3 separate regions of the Mus musculus genome follow, and all the other regions are linked to region 2. A link is a contact called in public ChIA-PET and Micro-C data. All regions are on one chromosome and are shown on one strand. The core of a region is the stretch at or near the end of the contact, and the rest is flanking DNA. Distances in the headings are between cores, read along the strand shown. Region 1 holds the start of Rasa2 (RAS p21 protein activator 2). Region 2 holds the start of Gk5 (glycerol kinase 5 (putative)). Region 3 holds the start of Zbtb38 (zinc finger and BTB domain containing 38).

The links. Hi-C and Micro-C count contacts between places; a contact is called where the count stands out from the background. ChIA-PET counts read pairs in DNA pulled down with a chosen protein or histone mark.
Region 1: a contact with region 2 is called in a Micro-C map of embryonic stem cells, with 13 times the contacts expected there. The contact joins the promoter of Rasa2 here to the promoter of Gk5 in region 2. A contact is called at or near these places in 5 of 39 promoter capture datasets (the 3T3-L1 cell line, the C10 cell line, liver and 1 more), 2 of 484 Hi-C or Micro-C datasets (embryonic stem cells and pre-B cells) and 1 of 115 datasets of contacts at active chromatin or transcription factors (pro-B cells).
Region 3: a contact with region 2 is called in an RNA polymerase II ChIA-PET map of memory CD8 T cells, with 7 read pairs. The contact joins the promoter of Zbtb38 here to the promoter of Gk5 in region 2. A contact is called at or near these places in 2 of 115 datasets of contacts at active chromatin or transcription factors (double positive thymocytes and memory CD8 T cells).

The regions. Positions count from the first base shown.
Region 1 is chr9:96,630,080-96,633,154 of GRCm38.p6, reverse strand. Rasa2 (RAS p21 protein activator 2) reads left to right here and starts at 1,652. Exons shown (of 24, transcript NM_053268.2): 1 at 1,652-1,791. The coding sequence starts at 1,662.
Region 2 is chr9:96,118,121-96,121,026 of GRCm38.p6, reverse strand. Gk5 (glycerol kinase 5 (putative)) reads right to left here and starts at 1,598. Exons shown (of 16, transcript NM_001368879.1): 1 at 1,415-1,598. The coding sequence starts at 1,576.
Region 3 is chr9:96,718,581-96,721,313 of GRCm38.p6, reverse strand. It overlaps Zbtb38 (zinc finger and BTB domain containing 38), which reads left to right and starts at 1,464. Exons shown (of 3, transcript NM_001359959.1): 1 at 1,464-1,528.

The DNA.
Region 1 (3,075 bases), core at 403-2,902, 510 kb before region 2:
AGCCACTGTTAAGTTTCCTGTGCTCCTGTAATTAATCTCTCGTCTATGCTTCTGGAAACAACTCTCATAAACTCATTGAACTAAAAAAAAAAAAAAAAAGTCTTGCTGGTGTGATGACTCAGTGATTAAAGGTTCTTAATACCAAACCAGATGGCCGGGTTAATCCCTAGGAAACCCACGGTGAAAGGAGAACCACCTCCCAACAGCCATCCACTGACCTTCCAGGGGATTGGAGGGGAAGAAAGCCAGCTGGGAGGAGAGGAAGGGGGTGCAGGGGATGTGGACGGCGATGAAGAGGGTATTGAATACTATGCATACATTAAACATGTGTATGAAAACGGTATCACACCATGACTGTGTATAAGTAAGACATACCAATAAAGCATTAAACGTTTTAAAATAGAAAAAGCCAGTCTCTGGCCTGTGGTGTGTGAGCTCTGATTTGGAAAGAAAGGGAAATACCATTTGGAGTTTCTGTTTGAAACAACAAAATGCCTGGAAGGAGAGGTAAGCTCACTTTCTCCAAGGCTGTATGGTACAGGACAAGGGGCACCCTCATGCATCACCAGCTGGACTGGAAGTATTGCTCGGTAGCCTAAGACATCCAGCAAGCTTAGGTCACTCCGTCTGCCTGACTGGCCTTGGCACAAGTGGCTTCTGGGCTTGCTTGTCGTCTGTTCACTCTTCCCAGGCAGGCTCTCCTTGACTCTGTTTCCACAACTTGCTTCTTCTCTCTGTGTGCCCTTCCAGGTTGAGGTGCTCATGGTCTTGGCGCCTTCTGCCCCGTCTTTTTGCCCTAGGGCCATTCCTATATGTCTGAAAACATTCCTTGACTGGCTGACTCTAGCACCTGGCAAAGAACAACCCTGCTCTATTAAATCAGTTTCTTCCTTCTTAGGGCAGCGCAGTTAAACCTCAGGACCAGGAAATCATCCCTCTCCTCACATACCAGGGTGTTATCCACACAGTTTACTCACTGTAAATAGTTCCCTTAAGATAGTGGCAACAACTAGTTGAAGATTTACAAACTTCCCAGGGCCAATCTACTTTCTAAAAAGCCTGCTTCTGGGAGTGGGAAAGAGGTCACCGTTCCGATTCTGAAATGCAAAACTGGTGATAAACTCAAAATTTCTCTGGGTCTCAGACAGGACTGGACGGAGTCTGTGGTCCTTTTCTTGACCCAACTTTTTGCAGAGCAATGTTCCCAGAGCAAAGGTTGAGTATGTGGTTTGTCCCCCACGTGCCGCACTGCGGGAGCATCTAGACACCGCTGGAAGAGTCTCTAATACATCTCTTGACGTTTGCCAAAATGCCAAACTTTTTCCTGGAACCTGGAGTCATTCTGACTGGGGACTTTTCTTTTCCTTGAGCATCTGGGGACCTAGAGGTCCGTTCGTGGGGGACGTCCAATTCTCAGGGTTCTGGGGATCACAGCAGGGCCAGGGTTTTCCTCCTTGTGGGGGTTTCAGAGCGCCTCTCGCGACTTGCCCAGGGAGGCAAGGCGAGGCGGATGCAGGGCGGGCACGGCGCGAGGGGCGGGGCGAGTCAGCCCGAGGCCGAGGCGGGGCTACAGCGAGGCTCGATCCGGCCTAGGCCTCGCTCCGGCTCCGCCTTGCCCGGCTACGCAGGCGGTAGGGCTGGGGTAGGGGCCGGGCGGCACCATGGCGGCGGCAGCGCCTGCTGCGGCGGCTTCTCCCGAGGCGCCGGCCGTCTCGGGCAGCGCAGACCCGGAGACGGGAGACGAGGACAGTCGTGAGGTCCGAGTGCTGCAGAGCCTGCGCGGCAGGATCTGTAAGCGGGGCCGGGGCTGAGGGGACCCCCGGGGCGGCGCGGAGGGTGGGCGGCGGGCACGCGCGGGGGTGGCGGCACCGGCGGCCGCCCGGGACTGGTGAGACTGGATGGGGGTGTGTTGGGGGGAGGCGCCGCGTCGACCGACTGCCCGGCGCGGGTCGGGGCTCCCCCTCGGAGCGAGCGGGGTGAGGACCTGCACGCGCGGACCGGACCGGCGCGGCGCGAGGGGCGCTGCCTGGAGCGCGGCCTGGACGCGGGAGCCCGGGGCGCGGCCGGGGGCGCGCGGAGTTTCCGGCCTCCCTCCGACGCAGGCCTGCGGGCGGCCGCGGACGACGGGAGCGGCCCGAGGTGGGAGCCCCGTGGTAATTACAAGGGAGGCGCGGCTGGAGGAGGGAGGGAGGCCGGCTGCGGCGGGGCGGGGCCGGGCCGGGCCGGGCCGGGCGGCGGGCTGAGGAGGGGGTGTGAGCTCCCTGGGGCTCCTCTGCCAGTGCGAGGTTGAGGCGGGCGCTGGGGACTGCGGGAGCCGGTGGCGGGGGCTCCGGTGGGCGAGGCTGCGCGGGCGAGCGGGGCGCCCGGGGAGCTCGGGCGGGACACCTGTGCCCGCCCCACCTTGCCGCGGCGGGGACTTGAATCGAGAGCCGGCGTGACTGACGGTGACTTGGGGCAGGATGTAGTGGCTTCCTGTGAGCAGGTCTCAAAACTCAGTCATCCAGTCCGCGCTCAACCCACTTGATTCTCTCCCGTGCATTTGTGAGAGCCGCACCGATGAGTGTAGACTCTTACTCAGAGACGGGCCAGTTCGTTTGTCATTGCTATCCTTCCTCTTTAAAACGACCCTTTGATATTAGATCGACTTCCCCCAGCTTATTGAGATGGTCCCTTTTCACTGTATGACTGGCGAATCAGTAGAGTTTATTGTTACTTTAGTTGAAAACCTTTTTTAATTCAGATTATTTTATCCCCAGAATGAAATCGGTCTCCTAAATAATGCCTGGCTATAAGAGATATTTTATATGTTGAAAATTCAATTGTGTTAGAATGGCTGATACTGCTCTTTCTTTGGCAGAGTATAAACTTTAATTCTTAAATCTCGATGCTTCTTTTGGATTCTCCCACTTGAGTTTTTGATGTTACTCCCCTTTCAAGGATTTGGAATTTTATTAAAACCCCAGGAGCAAGCATGTTAAATGTTACTTTTCAATTCCCTGACGTCATCCTGGGACTCCCAATTCAGACACTTTTAAGTATTAAAACTTGGGAAATTACACCAGAGCAGTGGGTGTT
Region 2 (2,906 bases), core at 349-2,848:
ATTTACTTCAGGGTAGGGAGCACACTTGTGCCAGTTTAAAGTGCCGAGGACAGAGGGCAACCTATGCTCTCCTTTCTCCCTGTCCATCTCAGGGATCCAAGCTTAGGAGGGAGGACTGGGAAGTCCTCTTTACCTGCTGAGCCATCTCCTTCCTGAACCAAACTCTCATTCCTTAATTAAAAAAAAAAAATTTAAAATGCACCGTTTCAGCAAAAGTACTTTGTGACTAGAATTGTAAGAAAAACTAAGAAGTATCGTTGTGTTTGTGATAAAGACTTGCAATACGACAAGAGCTCAGTATGTGCCTTAGACCTGTCCTTAAAGGTTGGGACAGGGATGGACTGAGTGGGTGGGCAGTGTTCCGACACAGCTGGCCAGAGAGAGAGCGAGCAGCGCAGTTGCTGCAACTCACCTCCTAGCTCAGATCCCTGAAGGGAACGTCTAGTCTATTTCCTCAAAGTAAATTCTTAAGGCAGTCACTACTTAACTTTTACCCTAGTCGATGTAGGATAGCACAGGGAAAAAAGGGGGGAGCCCAGTGCTGTAAGGAAGAAGTTAAATGGCTCTCATATCCCTTCGCTAATATTTTAAACATTAGAAAATGCTAGTATTTAAAGGAGTAAATAAGAACACTACACTCAATCAACTGCATTGACCACTGTATAGAAATTAGCGCTTTATTAAAATGGGGGTTGGCTGTTAACTAGTATCATCTGAGGTTTAAGGCTTTGCTAACAAAGACCAACCAATGCTTTGGCAGGCTTCTCAAGCCAGAAGATACTTTTTAATGAATTCTCAAAGATGGAAAGAAATAAGGATAACAAAGCTTTCAAAATGTGCTCAGTGTCTCCAATATCCATGGAAGTTAAATGTTAATGTGAGGACCTAGCACTTTTACGAACGCAACCAGTAAGGTGGCTTGGCGGTAAAAGTACTTCTGCCAAGCCTGAAGACCTGAGTTCAATCCTAGGGACCGGGCCAACATGGTGGAAGGAGAAAACCGATGCCCAAGAAAGTTGTCCTCTGACTCCTAAATGTGTGCCATATAGCACGCGAGCACACACAGATACACAAATAATAAATGCAACGAATTGTTTAAATAACACAACCGAAAAAAAAAAACCCACAGTTTTATATTCCATCAAAATCTGAAGAGCTAAAAGGCATAAAAGGTCGACGAGGAAGTGCAGAAAAACCACGCAAATCACTAACCACCTTCTGTCCACATATACACAATCTGCCCGCGCTGCCCCGAGAGTCACCTCGGTTCCACCCAGGTAAAGCTAGAGCGCTGAGTCCCGCGGGACAGGAAGCGAGAGACAGACACCGGGCCACGCCGGCCCGAGCCCCCCAGAGGTGCAGGAAGAGCTAGGGTGCAGTCAGATCCCGAGACCCTCCCGCCGCGCCTAGTCACCTTCTGCGCGCTGGAGCCTCGCACTCGCGCCGTCTGGTCATAGACGTGGCAGCGGATCACCGTGCTGCCCACGTCCAGCCCCAGCACGAAGCGGGAGGGCGGCGAGGCCGACGCGCTCAGTTCCTCTCGCTGCCGCTCTGCACGCTCCTGCTGCCCTGACATCGCGACCCCGAACACTGCAGTCGCCACGGGCCGGCCAGCGCGGAGCTATAAACGCCAGACCCCGGGCGGAGAGCTCGCGGCCCCGCCCCTCCTACACCGCGCCCTGTCCCGCCCCTCGACGAGTTAGGCTCCGCCCCTTCACAAGACCCCGCCCCGCCTCGTTCAGCCCCTTCGGGAAGCCTTGCTACCCCACGCTCCGCCCCTAGCACCGTGACGTCAGGGCAGCGCGCCGAGCAGCTCGTGGGAATTTGGCAAAGATGGCGTTTACCGCAGCGCTGTACTGGATGTCACCGTTCAGCGACCGTTACTTTGAAACTTTTTAGTTCCCTTCTAGCCCAGATTACTTTTTTACGAATATCTGTTAGGAAAAATCAAGTGAGATGAAAAAATTTTAAACTTTTTTTCATGTTCACTTAGTTTTTTGCCTGTATTTATGTGTGTGAGCCACATGTGCCTGATGCATGTAGAAGTCAGAAGAGGACCTCCGACGATTGCAAGCTTCCATGTAGGCAATGATAACCAAACCCCGGTCTTCAGCAAGAGCAACTAGTGCTCTTAACCAGTGAGCCATCTTTCCAGTCCGTGGGAAGACATTCAAAAGTATAGGAGGTTCCTCATGAAGTCTTCCCAGAAAAGCTTGCATGTATTACACAACGATGAATAGATGTCCAAGTTTTGTATGGCACTAAAGGGCCTTTGCCGCGACACAAAGTTTAAATTTCGTGAGAATGTTTTGTGGGTAGCTTATCAGCTTAAAGGAATATTTTCTTGTTTATATTACTCTGTTAGCCTACTTGCTTCCCAGAGATTTGCCAAGTTGGATTTGGGTTGTCACTTGAAGCTTGACTGTGAACACCATATTTATTTTTGTTTGTTTGTGGCTTCTCTTAATAGTCTGTCTCTACACAGCAATGCCTATTTGCACCATCTGGCACAGGTCTGCCCTATATCGTTGGTGACCAATTGGTCATGCATGAATGTGTGTGTGTGTGAGAGAGAGAGAAAGAGAGAGAGAGAGAGACTTTCCAGCGTTGTATGCATGACTAATAGTCCTATGCTGTCCGATTCTCTTGAGAAACTGAAACTGTACAAATACCAGAGGGAAGGCAGAGCCAGAACCTGAGAGCCACAACTGAAGTTTGACCTTGTTCCTCAAGGCAATCTCTTACTAGGACCAAAGGCTCCCTAGGATTCTATATGCTCTTGTCGTGAATAGGCACCAAACTCTGGTCCTCATGTTTGACTGGCAAGCACATTACCTACGGAGCTATCTCTCCCAGTTCCTGAGGGAAAGAAACTTTAAAGAATTGGTTGTAGGTCCAGGCAAGCT
Region 3 (2,733 bases), core at 215-2,714, 600 kb before region 2:
AAAACCACTATAAACAACAGAAGCCCTAACTCAGAATAGTTAACCTTCAATGCTCAGACGTGTCTGAAGTTAGAGAGCACTTACAATGCTAGGTGCTATTGTAAATGATCCACGTGTATTATTTAATTCAATTTAAAAAAATCACCTAGGAGGTAGACATTAATACTAAAACATATTGCATGTTAGGTACCAAAGCTGAAGGTCAGAGAAGTGGCCGTACATAGCAACAAACCTAGGCTGTCAACACAGGCCTGCTGAATCCAGAAGGCCAACCAACCTTGCCCGCTACCTCCCACCGGTCCCAGGGAATCAGCCACAGCCATACAGCTTACAGACTTCCCAGTCTTTGTGCACCAGTTTTCCCGAATTTTAAAATCATCTTCAGAGTTTCTAAAAGCCTCAATGGAAACACAAACAGGCAATTAGACCACGAGTTTCTTCAGTTTTGTTTTTTAAGGCTGGTATCTACCATTGCCAACAAGTTAGATCAGGTCTTGTGGAAGTTCTCATTGGCAGTTATGTAGACAAAAACATTCAAGCTCCCTTTTTTTTTAAGGGGAAGATGAATCATTACTTAATACATGCAGTTTAGTGGAGTTAATCTGTGAACACTGGCCTATGGAGCGAGAGAATAAAAGGGTGTTTGGCATCGAGAAGGTCGGGAACTGCTCGTTACATGTGTATGCACGTTGCCCAACCTGTCAGCCTTCACAACTCTGCATTTTTTTAAGTGACACCATTCTTCCTGCATCGTTTATGGGGCTTTACTTTGCATATAGTATTAAAAATCTACTCAGCTCACCAAAATGATCATATTCTTAATGTTTGGTCAAGGAACTGGGGTGCATAAATGGCAAGTACTGTATTCCAGGAAAATACCCTTTTTCAAAACCTTAAGGTTTTGCCAGGGAGCGAGTCGTTTTCCAAAGGACACACACACACACACACACACACACACACACACACAAAATCAAAAACTAAAAACAAACAAAAAATACTAAAGACTCAATGCTGGATGGTTCAAAACAAACACCTGCACTTAGGTGTGCGTGGGGCAGTAGGTGCCACACTGCGAATCTGTGTGGGAAGGATGTCAGCGGGCAGTCGGTGGCTTTTATTTTTTTCATTGCATGAAACAGTTCTTATACCATGGTGGGAAATAATCCAGGCGTCCCCTGACAGCCATGAGAAAGCACAGGTGACACCCTGTTCTCAGAATTTGGTGCGGGTTAAAACTGCATAGGGTGCCCGGGGCCTGCTCGGTGGCTGCGCAGCATCTGTGCGAGCCTGGCTCTGCCGCAGTGGCGCCGGGGGGTGCGGGAGCCTCGCGGCCTGCAGCGTCCCGGAAGCCCTGCGCGTCGGCGCCCGAGGTCGAGCGACCGTCCGGCCTGCACTGCACCAGGGGCAGACCGGGGCGTCCGGGCCCAGCCGCCGGCGTCCATTTTCTGGGCGGCGCTGCGGCCGGACTCGCAGGTCCGGAAGCGCCATGGACCCCGCGGGAAGCGCGCGGGCGGCGGAGCGGAGCCCCGTAAGTGCGCGGGGTCCGCGCGACTCCGGGGCGTGGAGGTGGGGAGGCGGGAGCCGGTGGGCAGCGCTCGCGCCGGGCTGCAGCGGACGCGGAGCGGAGCGGAGCCTACGGAGCAGCCAGCGTCCGCAGGTGCCCGCGTCCCGCCCCACCAGGCTCGGCTGCAGGGGGGCAGCGGGGAGTGACGCGCACCTGGGGCTCGGGACTGTCGCGCCTCCCCTCCGGTGAAGCGCAAACCCGGGCTGCTTCCTGACCCTACCCGTTCGCGATGAGATCCTAGTGCGACACCAAGCCCCTGGAATTGAACCGGATGTTCAAAGGCAGGGCCCTGCCTCCAGGGGTTGCAGCCTTGGCCTCCTGCTCCTGCTTGCTGCAGCCGTCTGTCCGTTGGGACAATTCAACAGTCAGCCTTTAGACACCTCTTTGCAGGTTAGCTGATAAATAACCTGAGATTTTAATCTGTCTGCGCTTCCACTTTATAACTCCTGCTTTGCGGTGGGTAAGTGCCTGGTTCCCATTCTGGATATTGGGCCTGATTGGAAAACCCTTGTAATGATCGGTTCTAAATGATAACCGTTTATGTTGCGTATGCATATTTGAAAGGTTAAAGGGCATTCACCTAATTGGGAAGCTCAAGTGCTTGCTCTGGTTCGCGTGGCTGGAAAGACTCGTTTTGTTGTGGTTTCAGAGAAACTTATAGCGTCTTACAGTAGCTAAGATCAAAGAGCAGAGTTTGTGTTTTGTGACAGGGTCTGGTTAAGGAGCCTAGAATGGTTAATAGGTTAGCCCAAGCTGGTTTCGAACTTGCCACTTGCAGCGGTTGACTGACTGCTAGGATGATAGGCCTTCTACCAGTGTTTTTCCAGGACCAAACACGCATTAGAATTCCTTTGATGGGTCATTGCTGAAAATTTTGAAAAGATTAGAATATATAGTGCGAAAAGACTAGAAAAAGTAACCGTTGCACACAGTACAGATAAGCATAGTTTAATGAAGCCTTTGGCTTATATAACATCATTTGTAATAAAATGGGTCACTGTCAAAAAAGCCTTTAAGACTCCAATTTAGCGTTCTGTGGTGGGGATTTTGCACCCAAATCAGACTGGGTTTGTGCTGATGTTAACCTGGGTTTGAATCCCGACACTCACCCAGGGTGACCTCCAGAAACAGGTTCACGGCACTGTTTGCAGCTGTAAAATGGGGAACTG